2 separate regions of the Manis pentadactyla genome follow, and region 2 is linked to region 1. Evidence: chromatin contacts called from public Hi-C data. All regions are on one chromosome and are shown on one strand. The core of a region is the stretch at or near the end of the contact, and the rest is flanking DNA. Distances in the headings are between cores, read along the strand shown. Region 1 holds the start of YARS2 (tyrosyl-tRNA synthetase 2). Region 2 holds the start of LOC118914483 (dol-P-Glc:Glc(2)Man(9)GlcNAc(2)-PP-Dol alpha-1,2-glucosyltransferase).

Region 1 (3,961 bases), core at 863-3,362:
GAACTTTTAGAGACAAAGGTAAAATAAAGGTTAGCCAAGTTTAAGATGAAGAAGTGAAAAAGAACAGGAATTAATGTTCCAAGAACTTGCTGGATGTAGATCACAAACTTGGCTGTTTTCTGGCAACCACACTGATTTGCTTCCTTAACCAACTTAAGTGTTTAACTTCAGTACAGTTAAAATTACAGTGTTCTTGTGATATAATGACTTATGCCTTCACTAGAATCTACAAACTACACAGGGTATTCGGTGGCTAAAATTGTATCATGAGTTAAGAACTTAGTTTTTCTCAGCACACCGGTTAAGAACCCACCTTTCCACAGAATCATCTTGCTGCCTGACAAAGAACTGATACAATTCGAATGGAGATGTCTTCTCTCTGTTCAGCCACACAGCATTCCCAGCAGACTTGCCCAGTTTTGCTCCAGTTGTACTTGTAATTAGAGGAATAGTAATTCCAAATACATCTTCTCCAGTCAACCTGTGCAACGAAGAAGAACCTCAGTATGTGCTTACAGCCCAAGTGGCGGCAGGTCGTGCTGATCACTCCTCACTTTTCAGTCTGGTCTCTGTATCTCAGAAAACGTCCTTGATCTCCTAAACCTGGATTCGTGTCCCTCTTGCGTGCTTTCATAGCGCTCACTCTGTTTGGCATTTGTTATGAACTGCAATTTAACCAGTGACTGGGCAAGGCAACAAGAGGTGCTGCAGTAACTACAGCCTAGATAATGATAAGGGCTGGGTAGGAAAGAAAACTGGACAGAGTGTTAAGTCAGGCAGAGTTCCTAAAGGAGCTAAGTTTGAGAAGTTTAGTTTTTTAATGAGTAGCACATGGGCTAGCCCTGTAGTTCATCTTCCTCAAGAAAATGCCAATGAAATCTACTGTATTTGCCAAATATTTGGAATTAAAGAAAACTGTTGAGACTATCACTAGCTTCACGGAAGCTACTGAGCTGAAGCAGAGGCTAACTCAGGGACGCCTGGTCACGTTTTAGTATAAACAATGAAAAGCAGTTTCTCAATGAGAAGACCTACCTATAGGGGATGCACAACAGAATTCGAATCCTGACTATGCGTCTATTTCGCAGAGCTCTAGAATACGTCCCATTCCTAACACCGTCAATTCAGTCCTTCAGTTCTTACTATGTAGTGATATTAACACCGTTACAAACCCTCAATCGGGATAACACCAAGGGCTTGAACAGGTCATAACTGCACAATACTAACAGCGCATCACTGGCCATTCGTGTGTAAATTATTTGGTCCCAGTACTTCTCTGGGGTCTAGAGGCGCTTACTTGTGGATGAACTCGTATCCGGACACGATATTGCCCAGCTGATCAGACCCACCCAGCTGGACCCGGCATCCATAACGCCGGAACAGGTAGTAGAAATCATAGGCCTGGAGCACCTGGTACAGGAACTCGGCCAAGCTCATGCCCTCGGGGCTCTTGAGCCGCGACTGGACGCTCAGCCGGCTCAGCAGGGTGCCCATGCGGAAGTGGCCGCCCACCGCAGCCAGGAAGTCCACCAGGTGCTGCTCCTGGTACCAGCCCGAGTTGTCCAGCACCGTGAAGCTGCCCCAGGCCCGCCCGTTGGTGAAGAGCTGCCGGTGATGGGCTTCCAGGGCCTCGATCCCTTGGCGCAGGGCTTGCGCGTTGCTCCGCACGCGCTCTGCGTCCAGCGCTTCGCGCTCCTTGGTACGGCCGCTCGGGTCCCCCAGGCGCGCCGTGGCGCCTCCCACCAGCGCGATCACGTTGTGGCCCGCTCGTTGGAAGTGAAACAGGCCCAGCAGCGCCAGCAGATGCCCCACGTGGAGCGAGTCGGCCGTGGGGTCGAAGCCGCAGTAGATGGTCTGGGGAAAGTTGCCCGCGATGCCACGGTCGAAGAGCTCTGGGAGCTCTATGTTCGTGCCCCTGTCGGGGAAGAACTCCTTGAATAGGCCCCGGGCTTTCTGCACGGCCAGCAGCCCCTGAGCGCCTGAGTGGGACTCTCGCAGCCCCAGGGACAAGATCCCCGATGGGTCTGGGGCACTAAACCACCGAGCCCGGGAAAAACACCGCAACACGGGCGCAGCCATCTTGGCGTGGCGCGCAGGGAACGTTGGGATTTTAGAGCTTCCCCCGCCCCGCCCTCCCGGAGCGCCCGCCTCCTGAGTCCCACGGAAGTGGCCTCGGGGTTCACTGCGCATGCCCAGGTAGGGAGGGATGGCGGGCGGGAGCGGCGGGATGGGCGGCCCGGCGGGTGCTGGCGTCCTCACTGCCCGCGGGGGGTTCCTCCTCGCTTCCAGCTGCCTTAAGTCCCCTAAGATTTACATCCCTCATCCGGAACGTGGCCGTGTTTACGGTGATAGCTCCTACCTCTCACGGCTGTGGTGAACATTAAGAATCAAAGAGATTGGCTCAAGCTCCGTACAAATGTCAAACTTTGTTTAAATTTAACCCTGCGAGGGGTTGGGAGTCAGACTTGTGGAGAGAGGGGGAGTGGGCGCCCCGACGGCCGCCCTTCCGCAGGGCAGATTCCCCCCGTGGCCGGCGGCTGCGTCCCCGCCGTTTCTTCGCTCCTCCAGGAGGCGGCAGTCCTGCCCTGGCTACAGCGGGAGAGCGTTCAGTACAGCGAGTTAAACGCAGAAAGAGCCTTATGTTTTATTTATTTATTTAGAGTTACAGGCAACCAGGTGGGACGCGGCCGTAATTAGTGGATTCAGATTAGTGATCCCGCTGCCGCAGCGCGCCGGGTGCTCTCCGTGCTCCGGTCACCGGGGACGGGGGTCTCGCTGGCAGCTGGCTGGCGGGGGATCCCGCTTCAAAGCCACATTTTTGACTCTCATTTCCAGGACCACTTTCAGTGCCGGCTGGCTGACCTCGAGTTCCCCGGGAAGCGGACTCGAGTCAGAGACTTGTGTGCAGAAGGATTATTAGGGTCTGCTCTTCAGAACAGCATCTGTAATGTCCTGGTGGAAGCAGGGTGGGCAGAAGGAGAAGTTGAACAGGTTCACAGAGGCCTCGGACAATCCCCCAGCGCGCTCTGGGGCTGGCGTTTCCTCTCAGAGGCATCCTGAATTGAAACAAGGGGGCAGGCCTTTGTGCCCTGTTATTGCCCAGTCATTAAATGCGGGTGCCCCTGGAGAGGAGGCACAACCTCGGGCAGGGCTTTGGCAGAGGGTGAGTTGCAGAAGAACTCAGCTGTGAACCATCAGCAGCCAATATATTCACCAACTGGGCGACTCAGTGCCTTGGTCCTGACCTGGGCATCTGGGTCCTGAGCCGGGCATCTGGAGTGCCCCAACCATTCCTTACAGGACCTTTCCATTGCTTAACATTATAGAGTCGTTTAACAAAATGAAATACAATTTTACAAATTGGTTTCTTTGCATATGGAATTATCAGGGAAGTGAGTCTCTCCTTGCCAAACCGTAACTTTGATAGGATTTTTATATACTTACTCAACAGGCTGTGACACATAATCCCAGATGCTGAAGAAAATAAGCAGGCTGTGCTATAACGTTCATGTTGCTATTCAAAATATCTTCAACTTTGCAGTTGTAACCTGTTGATCTGCAGCTTTATTTCACGCCACTTAGATCAGGGACATCTTCCAGTACGTGTAAGCAGGAAATTCTCCCGCGCACGGAGTATGTGGTGCTTTCTTTTTTAGTACCTAAACTTGAATATTTTAAAGGACTATCTTTCATTTTTGAGGTTTCTGGTTAGTATGACAGGTAACATCTGCAGCTTTTATAGGTATGTTAGTAATTTTATACCAGGGAGCACGACTTCCTGCTGTGGTTTACCCACATTCCGGGAAAGCACACCTCTCCGAGGCAAGGGTGTACCTGTTGGAGCATTACTTGATTACAGGTGCTGAATGGAGGAGGACTTTTGTGGTTGATGAAATACAAAATTACTGAGAGTAGGATCTACTATAAGGTTCTTTAAGAAACAGATTTGAGTTCTGCTTGG
Region 2 (3,961 bases), core at 492-2,991, 660 kb after region 1:
CATCCCTATTTCTGAACTCAAAGGGATACAGAGAAATCTGAATGAACAGGGCCGGCTGAATTTCCTCCAGTTTAGTACACATATCTCATACCCTTGTCCCATCATATCCTTCCTCCACTTTTCACTCCTCCTCAACCCTAGCATAAAAATTCTCAGGTTGAATTGTTTCTGCGGGTCTTCACTTCCGTAAGAAGTCTCCTGCCTCCGTAAAACTTATTAAATAAATTTGCATAGTTTCTCTTGTCAGTCTGTCTTTTATTACAGAGGACCCAGTTGAGAACTTAAAAGAGTAGCGGAAAATGCTATTTTCCCTCCTCTACAGCTTGTATACCACAACCGAGCAAGTCATGGGGTCTGGGGCCAAACATTCGTAGATCTTATCACCTTCCAGAAGGCTGACCATCTGGACATGATCTCAAATAGGTAAGTACAGTATGGAATTAATAATAAAATGGGAAAAAACAAAGAAAACAAAGATAAACATCACATCAAAGTAGGATCCTGACATGCTTTTTGTTTCCAGTGCTTTAAATATGCCCCTCCCCCTTATTCACCTGCTGCCCTTCTTATTAATGAGGAAATAGCAGAGACTGAATAAGGAGGCAGTCAATTTAATCTGACAGCCTTGCCTAAACTGGGAGAGCTCTTACCCAGAGAAAGGGCTGAACTGAGAACCCTGAGATTTGCAACTTTAAACAAAACCTGACTCTTTCTGATGTAGCCGCACCAAAGACAACCTGACTGAGGTTACCCAAGAAGTCATTTTTGTACAAAACATTGCCAACTCTGCTCAAGGCAAAATTACAGGACGTAACTTATCTTCTGTGTTCTTCAAACACTTACTCTCACCTCCTTCCCTTAACTTCCAATACAGGAAATGTCTGAAGTCTACGCCACCCGTAAAAGTCTACAAATTTAAGAACTTAATATATGAAAGCCGTTTGGGGGACTGCAAAGAGAAGTGATGCGTCGTGCCACTCAGTAAGATGCTTATGATTTAGAAGAAAAAGCAGAATGTTGCAATAGGGAGATTAACAAGAACCAATCAAATTTACAGGCACAAAGCAGCCTTCCTTATCTCAAATACCCCAAATCCTAAAATACTTAGTCCCCAACTCCCATACCGTACCGTGGCAATCAGAGTGGACTATGAATGAGGATTTAGCTAAAACCCTATTCGAGAGTATCGACATTTGAAAGCATATACTTTCAACGCAAAACATCCCCTAATTAAATTCATTGAACAGTGAAGAATTTCTCTGGACGTTTGCATTTTAACCTGAAAGTCTCAGTCTTAGCCTCCACAATCAATGCTCCCCTCCCACCCTCCAAAGTTAAAGAGATCAAATGTTTTGGAATTGCAGGTTTTAGTAATTTAGTTCACTTGAAAGAAAACGAGTAACCAGGGGTAAATGTGCAAAATTTAAGAGTTTGGCGATTGCAAAAGTGGGGGGATGGCGCCCTCTGCTGGCGAAGGATGGAGACGAGCAGGAACAAAGGCGAAAGTGATTTGCAGGCGTAAACCGCGGTTTTCCTTTCAAAGCGTCCGGCCAAGCCTCTCCCTAGCCGCGGGCCGCCGGGGCCCGCCCCTCCCTGCGGCTCTGGCCACTCAGTGCGCCCCGCGCCACATGATTGACAGCTCAGCAGCCCGGTCCGTTACCTAATCTCGTCCTCGGGAAACAACGACCCGACCCTTCCGGAAGCTCTCGGTCCGCGCTCTCCCGGCAGCCTTTGCCTTCCGGCTCAGCGCGGTCCCGTCCGGCCAGTCCCGCCTTGCGCGCCCATTTCGAGCCAGTTATAAGCTCGACGATCCAGGCTCCAGAAGCTGGCACCGACTTTCCAGGACTGGGTTCCTGGGCTGCGGCTATGGGGTCGGGCGTGGCGCAGCTGGAGGGTTACTACTTCTCGGCCGCGCTGAGCTGCACCTTCTTGGCGTCCTGCCTGCTCTTCGCCGCCTTCAGCCGCGCGCTGCGGGAGCCCTACATGGACGAGGTCTTCCACCTGCCGCAGGCGCAGCGCTACTGCGAGGGCCGCTTCTCGCTCTCCCAGGTGGGCCCCCCTCGCCCTGGCCTCCCTGCGCCGGGATGTGGCGGGCGCTGCGGTCCGGCTCCCGTCGCAGCGCCGACACGCTAGCGAGGGAACGGAAGCAGGTCTGCCTGCCGGGAATCGGGGCTCGAGGTCGGCCAGCGGGGAGCTGAGGGGCCGCCCCTCCGGGCAGCCGGTAGCAGCTGCCCCAGGTTTTCCGATCCCGGCATTAGAGGCCTTGGGCTGCGCCCACGAGCTGTCTGCAAACCCCGCTGCGGGTGGGCAGGGCGGGGAGGGCGAGTCTTCAGCCGCCAAGAAAAGTTACACGAATCCCGTCTCTCGTGGTCTCGGGAACCTTCTGGATAAACTGGCAGAGAAGTGGGCTCATGTTTGAGTATATAATTAACACAGAGACACATAAAAAAAGTAGACATCCTGCCTCTTCTGATGGAGCAATATAGAATAGTGGTCAGAAATAGAGTCTGGTTTGAGAAAGACCTGATTTTAAATCTTGGCTCTGTTACTAATTATATGACCTAGGACGTTTTCTGAGTTTCAGATTTCTCATCAGAAAATGACAGTAACAGTAGGATCTACTATAAGGAGTGTTGCAGGATTAAATAGAGGATTTAGCCCAATTCCTGCTCGTTCATATTACCTGTCACTCTGGAGCCTGTGGTTTAATTTCTTTAAACACTTGTTTCATCAGTTTTAAAACTGAAGCATTTGCAATTTTATCACCAAAACACAGGCTCTCTGCAGAGGAGGTCTTGGAAAACGGATATTGATTTTAAATTGCCTGCTGGTTGCTGGTATCTTAATAATCACAACGCGGTGCAGAGGCAAAATTATAAGCAAAACTTTCTTTTAGAGAAGAATCTGATGTGCCAAGGTCTTATTTTACTGTGTCACAGAATAACTTCTTGAAATGCCCTGTTGCTGTTTTAACGGTGTCCTTTGAGGTCTTCGTGTTGGTCCTGTCGTATTACCTCTTGCTTTGCTTCATTGTCGGCCTTTGATTTTTTTTTTAAGTGGGATCCCATGATTACTACGTTACCTGGCTTGTACCTGCTGTCGGTTGGAGTGGTCAAACCTGCCAGTTGGATCTTTGGATGGTCCGAGCATGTCGTTTGCTCCATTGGAATGCTCCGATTCGTAAATCTTCTCTTCAGCGTCGGCAACTTCTATTTACTGTATTTGCTTTTCCGCAAGGTACAACCCAGACACAAGGTAGGTTTTCAGGGTAATTGGTTATAACTTTCTATGCAGTCAGGTCCACAATTTTGATGACTTGCTTTTATGAGATTTGGTGAAAAGTGTCTGATGAAAACGTAATCTACAAAAAACTGAATTCTACGTTTCCAAACTAAGGAAAGAAGAGCCTTAATTTTCATAGGACACAGTAAGTTCCCTACCCCCATTTTAGAAGACATTTGTATTTAAATACTTGAATACCTCTAATTTATTTGTAAAATCTGAAGTAAATATTTGTGACTCAAATGAGTTCAGTACATATTTATTGAACATATTCCATGTACTAGGCACTGAGACTACAGGGGTAAATAAGGCATTCTTTCTCTTATGGAACTTTATCTTCTTTGGAGGAAACTGACTTTACCTGAGGAACTTTGATGTGGTTCAAGAATGCAGGCCCTGGAAGGGGATCGCCTGGGTTTGGATTCTGTCCATGTACTAGTTGTATTGCTTTAGGCAGGTTACCACGTAGTGACTCTGTGTCTTCTATCTCATAGGCTGTTTTCAAGAGCAGGGGAGCTTAATAAATGGCAGGTGCTCAGAACAGTGCCTGATAGAATAACTCAGTAAATATGAATTACAGCAATTATTTTTAACTCAAGTTATTTAAGTAGCTAAATTATGAGAGAGAGATGGGTATAGGTGCTCTGGGGACACAGTGGAGGACAGGAATGGGTGGCAT

Evidence for each region. A called contact is a pair of places that touch in the nucleus more often than the background predicts.
Region 2: a Hi-C map of skin fibroblasts shows a contact between it and region 1, with 8 times the contacts expected there. The contact joins the promoter of LOC118914483 here to the promoter of YARS2 in region 1. A contact is called at or near these places in 3 of 3 Hi-C or Micro-C datasets (blood, fibroblasts and skin fibroblasts).

The regions. Positions count from the first base shown.
Region 1 is chr14:85,161,614-85,165,574 of mManPen7.hap1, forward strand. YARS2 (tyrosyl-tRNA synthetase 2) reads right to left here and starts at 2,113. Exons shown (of 5, transcript XM_036889537.2): 1 at 1,298-2,113; 2 at 314-481. The coding sequence starts at 2,079. LOC118914521 (a long non-coding RNA gene) reads left to right here and starts at 2,104. Exons shown (of 3, transcript XR_005025636.2): 1 at 2,104-2,196.
Region 2 is chr14:85,824,397-85,828,357 of mManPen7.hap1, forward strand. It overlaps LOC118914483 (dol-P-Glc:Glc(2)Man(9)GlcNAc(2)-PP-Dol alpha-1,2-glucosyltransferase), which reads left to right and starts at 1,742. Exons shown (of 3, transcript XM_036889443.2): 1 at 1,742-2,049; 2 at 3,058-3,255. The coding sequence starts at 1,867.